2 separate regions of the Gossypium raimondii genome follow, and region 1 is linked to region 2. The links are chromatin contacts, called in public Hi-C maps. All regions are on one chromosome and are shown on one strand. The core of a region is the stretch at or near the end of the contact, and the rest is flanking DNA. Distances in the headings are between cores, read along the strand shown.

Region 1 (4,693 bases), core at 1,492-3,991, 92 kb before region 2:
TGAGGAGGGTGCAGTGGCCGCCAACGGTAGTTCCAGATTCCGATTAGGAAAAGGTAGAGAAAAACCGTGGGAAGTATTAGCTCAGGATAAAGAACCAATATAATGAAAAGGATATGAATCAAAATGGTTGTAATAGGGTTTCTCCAATTGCAGAGTTGATCAAACCATTTTCCAACTGCAATCAACCCACTTAGAACTCCCATAATTCGGAAAAAGTTTGCTTTACTTCTCCTCATGCTCCACATATGTGAATCAACATCCAGCATGTACTCCACAACTTCCTTCCTCAATGGTGGCTCAGCCCGGCTCAGTCTCACCGAGACAATCTGCATAGCTTGGTGCCTCAAGCTATCGAGCTGAATCACAGACAATGGGTGGATGTAGTGCATCTTAGGCAACAGTGGATGCGAATACATATGCAGCATGTTAATCAAAGTTGAGCAGGTGAACCTCACAGCCAATTGAACTTCACCAGTTTTTTTAACCCCTGAAGAATGTAGCACCAGTAGAGGATATGAATGCGTATAGACCCTGTCGGCTTCGAGTGTCGATAACCGAACCCTTACCTTCCCAATTCTTGCATCCTTTGCCCCTCCAGCTCCCCCGTGTATATGACCATTATCAAAAACCCCTATAGTGATGACAGTACAAGGATCGAAAACCTCCCAAGTGTACTGCTCATTCCACCTTGGCATGAAATTGTCAACGATTGTCCTTGTCCGGATCCATTTCTGCCCATACTTGGCCACACAATAAGCATCTGTGGTTCCTCGTCCATCTTTTGTTTTCATTGGCATCAGGCCGTGGGCACTTAGAATACCCAGTTCAAGAATTCCAATGTTCGGTCTCCATAGCTGTTTTGCAGTCGGCCTAAGATCACTGCTGCAGTGTGTAGATTCATCCAAAACATGATACCCTCCTTCTAAACAGATCCTTAAGTGAATCCGGCTGGCGAATTTCATTTCTTTTTTCTCTCCATCAACAATCACATGTTTCTCGAGATTGTGCCACCGACTATTTACAGGTTTATGGTCTAACCTTCTTTGAACCACCTGTAATGGAATCACACACTTCCCCAAGGTTTCATCCTTGTTCGATCCCACCCTATCTTCCACTGATAGAAACAATGGCTCCTCGAAAGGTTCAGCAACTACAAACATCAAGTCCTCATTCCACATTGGATTGATGGTCTTACTCGGAGATATTCTAGTTCTCAAAGCCTGATTTCCGAGAACAGCTTTCACAAATACTTCAGGGAACCTGCCTTTATCACTAGGTACCAAGTCTTGAGCTTCAATGACATTCACCCTCACATACCAAAGCTTGGGGGAAAGATACACTTTTGATCGAATGTTTGTAACACCATCTGGGCCAACTGATGCAGCATCTGAATGCCACGCATCCGGAAATGCCTCATCTGCTTGAGTTCCCATCCAAACAGCCAGCATGAGCTCTCCCTTTGCTTTATTACCCTTTCGATCTTCCAATCTATACCACTGTGGCGCCAATGGGCTGTCGGGAGGAACCCTCTTCGGAATTTCATTGACATCGAACACAACCCTGCCGATTAAATCATCTACAACAACATCCTTGTCCTTCACAAACACTTCCAAAATAGAAGCTTGAATTCTTTCTTTTGAGAATCCAAATACTTGGTTCCATTCAGGATTGCTCTTCTTCTCGAAATGCTTAGTTACTCCCTTGTAGTTCCCAAGTTTAACCTCCACATAAGGATCACAGCTACCAGTGACATCTTTTCCAGGTAAATCCTTAGCCTTCACAACTCGAACGTACAGGTATTGCATTTGCTCCACAAGGTCATAGGTGCACGAAAGCTTATCACCGGTGACTGCCCCGGCCCCGATGTTGGGTGAGGTCTGCTTTAGGGCAAAGTCTACTGATTGTGGCGGCGGCTTCTGCATCTTGCTTCTAAACAACACTCAACAGTTGTGCAAGCAGCAGCTATGGTTATCAGAAAAATTAGAATTTCGATAATAATAAACAAATTTACAACTTATAAGCTCCATTTGGTAGCCGAGCTAAAGGGAAGAAAACTTCGTATAATAATAGCGAAACAGTTCATACGTACTTGTCAATAATCATTAGTAAAGAAGCATTCAATGCAGTTAACAATCAAAGAAGCGAACTTGAAGGCTCTTTAAACAATTTTCCCGGTTACCAAACAGCATTAAAACTGAAACATTTATCAGAATATACAGCAAAACAACCAAAACTGCGTTTTATACAAGAAGAAACAGTAACAGATCTAAAGCAAGAAAACCCGTTATCCCAAACACAAGAAAAAAAAGGAGTTAACTACAAGCAAAAGAAATAAAATATGAACCATATATCACTGTCATGCATTATTGAAATTTTACATGACTTAAAAGAGTGAAAAAACATAGTGTCAAAGTTAGAACAACAACTCAAACCAAACCTACAAAGACAAACATTTGAAATCAAAGCAGTCATTTAAAAGGAAAAAGAAAAAGAGATGTACCTTTGTAAGAATGCAAGAAAAAGAACCAACTTTCTTTCTTCAAGGTGCAGAAATGGAAAATCTTTTATGTTTATATAACTTGAAGAAAAAAAATACGAAACTAGTAAGAATAAGAACGGGGAGGTGTGGGAAGTGAGACTCAAAGATCTATAAAGAAATAAAAGAACACATAAAAAGTACAAGTATCAACCTTTTCTATTTTCACCATTTATTTTTAATTCACCAAAAAGAAGAGCAAAGATGAAAACTAAAAAGATATATTAACAGGAGAGATTTTAGTTTGTATAAAAAACGTAGGGGTTGAAGCTCGAGAAAAAACAAAGAAAGTTACACGTGGGAAGACTGTTGTCGGTTCGGGCACATGCGAGATGAAGGGTTGTTTTGTTTGTTTGTGTTGATGTTGGTGGACCTCGGACTCAGTGTTGTTGGCTCGCTCTTTTCACTGTATTATTATATTATTATTATTGTGGTAAATCTACTACGTGAATGAAAAATCAACTTTTAAATTGATAAAAATATAAATAAAATTTTAGTTGAATGGTAAGTATAAATATGAAAATTAAAAAGGTATAAGTTTAAATTTTATCATATAATTTATTTTAGAAAATGATAATATTTTGTTTTATTGACATAATTGAAATGCAATTAACCCGTTACACTAATTCAATTAAGATTTTTATTGTAAATGCTCCAAGGATTGTCTCATGAGGTAGTGTTTCTATTTTGGAAGAGGATATTATTCACATTGGCATGGGTGGAAGCAGAATTTGAAGATTTAAATTGGACTTTTGATGATTGAATGAAATTGATAGCAATTAGAAAATAAAATATAAATAGAATGGATGAGAGAATAAAATTAAAGAAAAGGATTGGAGTGCAAATTTTACATATAAAGGTATTTTGCTCATTTTGCTAGAATTATTTTTTTGGGGAAATATTATATGATTGATATTGAATATGAGTCTTTGCATGAGAATATTTCGTGGAGATTAAACTTGGACTATACATTTTACATAGTTTCACTTGAACCTTTGACTTTTGGCTTGGATATTTTTTCTTTAGAAAAAGAAGAAGATGAAATGCACCCCCCGGTCAGCCCCTACTAGCGGACTCTCTCCAGCTTTTTCCATGGGGGGGCTTCTTTTCTTCATTTCCTTGTCTTTTTCTTCAAATCAATCATATTAAGATTTCACTAAAACCACTTAGGAAATCACCTCCTAAACTCATTTCCCACATAAATCTCTCCTTTTTTAATTTAGGATTTATGTGTGTTTAATGAAAAAAAATTGAAACTAGAGAGAGAAAATTTCAAATGAAGTAAGAAACAATGTTTCCATCATTCCTTTCTTTGATATCTATGATTGATGCTATTAGAAAGCTATGAGAGCTTGAATACTAATACTTTTGTTATATTTTGGATTTATGAGAAAAGGAGGAATGATGGAAATTGAACCCCCAAGCTTGTATGAGGGAGGAGCTAAGGTGTAGAAAACTTAGTTTTGAGAATAAGTATATCCAAGAGATAAGTACCATTGGATTTGTTATCTTTCCCATTAATGATGTGATTATGAAATATGATAATTAGTGAAATAAATGATTAAATAAATTATGTGTTAAAATATGTGAAAATATGATTTAATGTCTTGTGATAAATGGGAAAGAGAAATGGTAACACTAATAACCTTAGTTTAATTTGTATAAAAATAAGATTGGTATTATGTTTTGAGAAAATAAATGTCATGGCATAAGTTTGATGGTTGGAATGAACACACGTGTTAGTATGTTTAATAAAGCAAAATGGTGAAAATATAAGATTAAGATATGGCTAAGAGAAGTTTTTGTCTAATGTGATAAGTAAGAATTGTGAAAATGAGAACTCAAATGCTATGAAAATCATGAAATAATGAATTAATTAACAAGCACATATATGTAAAATGATCTGTCGGTAGTTTGGAAATACATGACATAAATTACCCGGAAAGTGTCACGGTGACATGGTCGCCTAATGATAAAATGAATAAGTAAGTTAAGGAATAATAATAACTTGTGTTATATGTGAAACGAGATAATTTTCTAAGCACTCACATAATAATATGGGGCATTGTATGGCAATACGAGTCATTTAGGTGACAATATGAATATGTATATGTGATAATTGGGTGCCATTATGCATCAAGGAGGTATATGTGTTAT
Region 2 (5,365 bases), core at 1,831-4,330:
GTAGGATCTCACTACGTTCTTTTGAGCTTATATAATATTTATTGCTTGTATGTAGGGTAGGCAATGACTCGGAGAATCGAGTGGAGGGACCAAGCCAGAAGCTACTAGAAATTAGTCATGGGTGGAATAAATGTTCATGTATTTAGAGGGGCATTCCCTAAGGCCACGCCTCAGGGTTTAAGTGATTACATTTGTACTCGAATCTTAAATTAAAATTTGTAAATAATTGACGGAATCAAAGTTGTAAGAATTTACCACCAGTTTCTGTACAAATATTAATAGTAGTTAGTTTTTGAAGTTTAAGTTATTTAATTATGTAACTAATTCAGAATAAAAAATTATTGTTAAGTTATTTGGGTTAGTGTATTATCCGGAACCGAGACAGGTAATCGGGTCGAGTAAAAGGTGTTACAGTAAACTTGATTCAAGATCTTAAGATTGACATTATGGAAATTCTAAAACAAGGCCCTAGTAGCTTAGTTATATGGTTAGGGTACAATTGGCATGCCAAATAGGGGACTCTTCTTTTATACTTTGGTGCTCTTGTTCCTGGCACTTTAGTGCAATCCTGATATAGTCTCCGGACACTTGCGCTTTAGCACTCCTATTAATATAGTTTTGGATAATTCGTCCCTAGTATCATATCTTTTTTTACTAGGTACACTAAGGGATGAATTTAACTAGCTACGATTCTTGAAAATAACTTGATTTTGGCATGATGGAAACTTATGTTTACAGTTTTTCGATACAAATACTAGTATGTGTTCTCAAGGTACTAAACTGCTTTTGATTTTCCTGGATTGACATATAGATGCCATTCATATAACTTATAAATGTATTATATAATTTTTTATATAATGGGAATCTGAATTTTGAAGGCAAGTATTTGAGGTTTTATCCATATTATCTTGCTAAGCTTTATGCTTAACACATCATTATGTCTATGCGTAGGTCTTTCAAATCAAGGCTCGTACACAATAGTGATCATTAAAGAGTATGAAATATTTGTATTGCATTTTTTACCTAATGGCATGTACTACAAAAGTCATTTAGGGGTGTATATATAATTGTTTCATATTATTGTAATGGTGATATCTATTATACTTATTTTGGTTTGCCTTAAGCCACATTCTATATTTATTTTGAATGTATGCATGCATGACTTAGTTTTCCACACTTTATTTTGGTTATTGAATGTTTTATATAACCTTAATATGCTAGCTTAACATCTTGAATGTTTTGACATGTTTTGCCACATTGTGATTATGTTTCATGAATAAGAATGTTGGTCTTTTGATTTCTTTTGAACATATTTTACAAAAGTCTAGTTTGGAGGTGTTTCAAAAGTTTTTTTTCGGCCAATAAAATGTGGTTTTTAAGTTATTAAAGTTAGATTTTTGATATGGTGAAGTTTGGGACTTAAAAATGAGAGTTTTGGGAAATTTTTGACCCGAAGAATAGAGATATCGATACTTGGCCCCAGAGGTACCGCACCCCAATCAAAAAAATGCCCCATAAATAGTAAAGGGACTAGGGTATTGGTGCCTTTGGCCCTAGGTACCGCAACCCCTGTGACTTTTTGGGTCACTGCACTATTTGTGCAAAAAGAGCCCTTTAAAGCTCATTTGGTTTCGGACACTTCTGAATACCCACGAATTGTTTTAAAATAATTTTAACAATATTTTGAAACTTTAAAACCTAGTTTATCCATTTTCTATGATTCTATAAATTCTTAAATAAAATATTGGTTTTACTCCGAAAAATATCTTGTTTGCATTTGTTGTTCGTATTAGCCATGGGATGGGCGAGGGACGATACAATTATAATATGAACTTATTTTAAAATGTGACATAATTATATTTAGTAAATATTATATTATATTATATTATATTATAAAATACCATACATACACATTTTACTACATATAATATATCAATTATTATATATAAGTAAAATAGGAATGCACAATGCTCATTATACACTTATGATATTGTAATTTGTATTCTTTAATTAATGATTTGTAACTAATTTTATGGTAGTTTATAATAAATAAAATTAATATTATATAATGAAGGTAGATTATTAATGATATATAACTACTCCATATACAACTTTTTTTTATTGTAGTGTATATTTTTACATTAATGATTTGTAAACTTAAATTATATGACTTTACCCAATTAAATACCTAAATTTTAAACTTTAAGCAAAGCATGTTTTGAAAATCATACTAATTATTGTTAGGCTTAATTACAAAATTAACTTAAATTATGACTTTCCTCAATTAAATACTTAGTTTTTTTATTAAAAGTAGCAACTAAACTATCAATTTTACTTCATTTACTCGAAGTATACGATATGCAATAAAAACATGCTACTTTTTATTAGCTAATATCATGTTTTGGGTAAAATAAAAGATAGTTACAAACTGAAAAACTCGGTATAGTTTGAAAACCAATTTTGCATTATTAATGTTATTATTATTAAAGTTTCAGCCTTTTCAAAAACAAAAAACTGTGTATATATAATACAAAATCAAATAGCAAAAATGAGAATAAGAATGAATAACCTAAAGTAGTTTAATCGGCTTTCTACATGGTTGACCTGGTTAGGTTAGCCACATTATTTCGCAGGGCCCATGTCTCAAGAAGACTGGACCATGGGTATTCCTCTAAAACCTCGTTCATTCCCCACTGGGGACACTCGAAAGCTGTAACGGAACTAAAAGTACAGACCTCTTCAATGCAATGCAGGCGGCCCCCTAGCGGGGAATGATTCACACGTTTAAAACCCTGAACTCACAATGTACAGCAGAGATGGATAAAACATTTGTAAATACCTTTATTCAATGAATGTGTTTGTAGGTTTTGCATAAGATTTTATTCTTTCAAGTTTCCTCTCTAACTTCTTCAATTTTATCATCTCTATTTTCCAAAATGTCTCAACCCAATGCTTACTGAGGAAACTCGTCATGGTCATACGCAATCCTAAAATTTCTTCACATTAACCAAGGTTCCACCCTTGGATCCGGATTCAAGCATTGCCTCCAAAACTGCAACGTCTCTGGCACCTTCCACGAAAGAGCTGCGTGGTTCAGCTTCATAGCCATTTCCCTGCTGCAAAACAGAGGATGAGGGGTATCTCTTAGAAGTGACAATTAGAAACTCATTTGAAGCATTCCAAGTACAAGCGCAAACAAGTTTAGCATTGCTTTTCAACATTCATAATTCTATTCAGTCCAGGAAGCCCCAATATGTCGTCTAGTTGTATAAAAAAGAAAAAGGAAAACAGCACTTAAGTATCTTGTTCAATGACAGGTGAATCTATCCTTTGCTTATAGCCCATGTTCAAACCTTTGCTTCCCCAAGCCCAAAAATAGTATCAGAACTGTTCTGGGAAAGAGAAATCACAAGAACCATGTAAAGATATGTGGGAATCTGTATTAAACTGCTGTCAAATTGAATCAACTCATAGGTTCATCCAATGCTAGTATAGGCTATCATCTAATAGAAAAACTTAGTTTTATGAGAATAATGAAACGTTTATAAATAAACACTACTGCCTGGTAAATGACCCAATTGTACTTTCTTGGGACATAGATACTGACCATCCTTTATAGCAACATAAACCAGCCAACAGATGGTGGAATGAATGATGCAACAGCCAAAATATTACATTAACCAACCTTCAGGTTTGCTTGCACAATGTCATGTATAAAAATTTTTAATTCTTCGTGCACTCCACAGAATGGATGGAAAGTGCTTTTGCATTGCCCATCTGCACTGTATAGTGAAACCTGAGATGGCATATAATAAGATTTCAAAAGAAGGATGTCATATGTCACACACTAATCAGAAGGAACTTCAAGAGATGATTAAACCTTATATCATAGAAAAACAGAAGTACAGAAGTTTCAGAATCTAATTAATCATAATTACAATAAAATGAAGTTAGTTTCCATTTTTACCAAGTAACCATGCTTTCCATCTACTTTTCCACGCTCAACTTGTACGGTTCCTTTTGACCCAACAACTCGCCAAATTATCTAAAACAATAAAAGAAATGAGCAAAACATAACAAATGCAAGCAAAAACGTTTAAAAGAGTATCACTTCAGCAGATACCTTAGGTGAACTAGAGGATACAACCATCACAAAGACTCCAGAGCATCCATTCTCCAGCTTACTGAGGAAAGCAATCCAAGTCTTAAGCCTTTCAGTTCTAAGATAAAATTCTATATAGAAAATCAACTTTTATTCTTAAATAACTTACAAATTAGAAGAAATAATGTCTGGCGGAGGTAAAGTTCTATCTATATGAGAGGTTATGGCCGAAACTGAGGTCACCTCACAACCAACTATCTGCTTGCAAGAACAGGAAACTCATCCCACGTTTCTTGATGACTAAATAAAAAAGAACTTTATAGAATAATAATGTCAAAGCTTAACTTCAATGGTGCCTTTTCCTACTATTCTATTTCTTCTTATCTATGTTGGATTGGGAAAGGAAACCAGGTGGAGGAATTGAAAGAGTTGAGGGGTTGATTTCTTCTGATATGTTAGTGTTCGTGCTCTTGAGTGTAGAGCTAATTGAAAAAATCTGGTTTTGTGTCTTAAAATTGTCAAGCCAACCATAAAATGTCGGACCACAAATCTGGTGAGTTAAATGTAATCTGAAAAACAGAAATTGAAGCTAATAATCCAGCTGGCCTTCAACATTAATTTATCGGACCATATAGAAATCTCGCCACAATGTTTACAATTTTCATACAAAATAGCAGCTGTAGCTTTACGTAGAAAGGAATAATCCTTGTCAGAAACACGGACCTTCTCTCTAAACTTTCCTTAAGAGTGGACCCTAGAGAGGATGTGACATCTAGATAGCATCCTAACAGTAATCTAGCCACTGTGATAATGTAATAGAGACGTACCATCCTCAAGCCAGCAATAAAATGCACTCCCATATCCAAGATAAAACCTCCCTGTCAAAAAGAAAGATTTGCTAGTCAAGCTAAAAGGTAAAGGTGTAGATAAAGTTAACAAGTCTGACACATTCAGATTCTTTATAGCTCTGTCTCTTTATTTTATTTGATGTGCTCATGTCTAATCCATATTCAGAAACGGATATACGGATATAACCCTCCAAAGCTCCTCTAAAGAAAAAAAACTATTAAAAAATCAAACATACTCTTGTTAGATGCATCTGTGTCCGACACTAAACCCATAGATTCTTATTGAAAAGAGCAGCAGCATTTATCTTTAAACGAATAAATACTAAGAATATATAAGTTCTTGAAAAGTGAGAAATAGAAACACTGAGCTTCGATTGATGAGGTTAATTATGTACATGTGATAGTTTTTTATCTT

What was found. Hi-C and Micro-C count contacts between places; a contact is called where the count stands out from the background.
Region 1: a contact with region 2 is called in a Hi-C map of leaf, with 2.6 times the contacts expected there. The contact joins the promoter of LOC105773430 here to the enhancer-like site in region 2. A contact is called at or near these places in 2 of 2 Hi-C or Micro-C datasets (both in leaf).

What each region holds. Positions count from the first base shown.
Region 1 is chr6:27,882,788-27,887,480 of ASM2569854v1, reverse strand. It overlaps LOC105773430 (FT-interacting protein 3), which reads right to left and starts at 2,741. Exons shown (of 2, transcript XM_052632204.1): 1 at 2,501-2,741; 2 at 1-1,929. The coding sequence starts at 1,922.
Region 2 is chr6:27,790,731-27,796,095 of ASM2569854v1, reverse strand. It overlaps LOC105773531, which reads right to left. Exons shown (of 12, transcript XM_012595512.2): 7 at 4,930-4,980; 8 at 4,272-4,360; 9 at 4,124-4,184; 10 at 3,968-4,045; 11 at 3,686-3,796; 12 at 2,818-3,113. The coding sequence ends at 2,988. Among protein-coding and RNA genes, the nearest start is that of LOC105773531, 16 kb to the right of the region's middle. Within about 2 kb of position 3,080, the one cell type or tissue checked has open chromatin away from gene starts, as enhancers often do. A contact at or near this core is called in leaf, where this site is marked.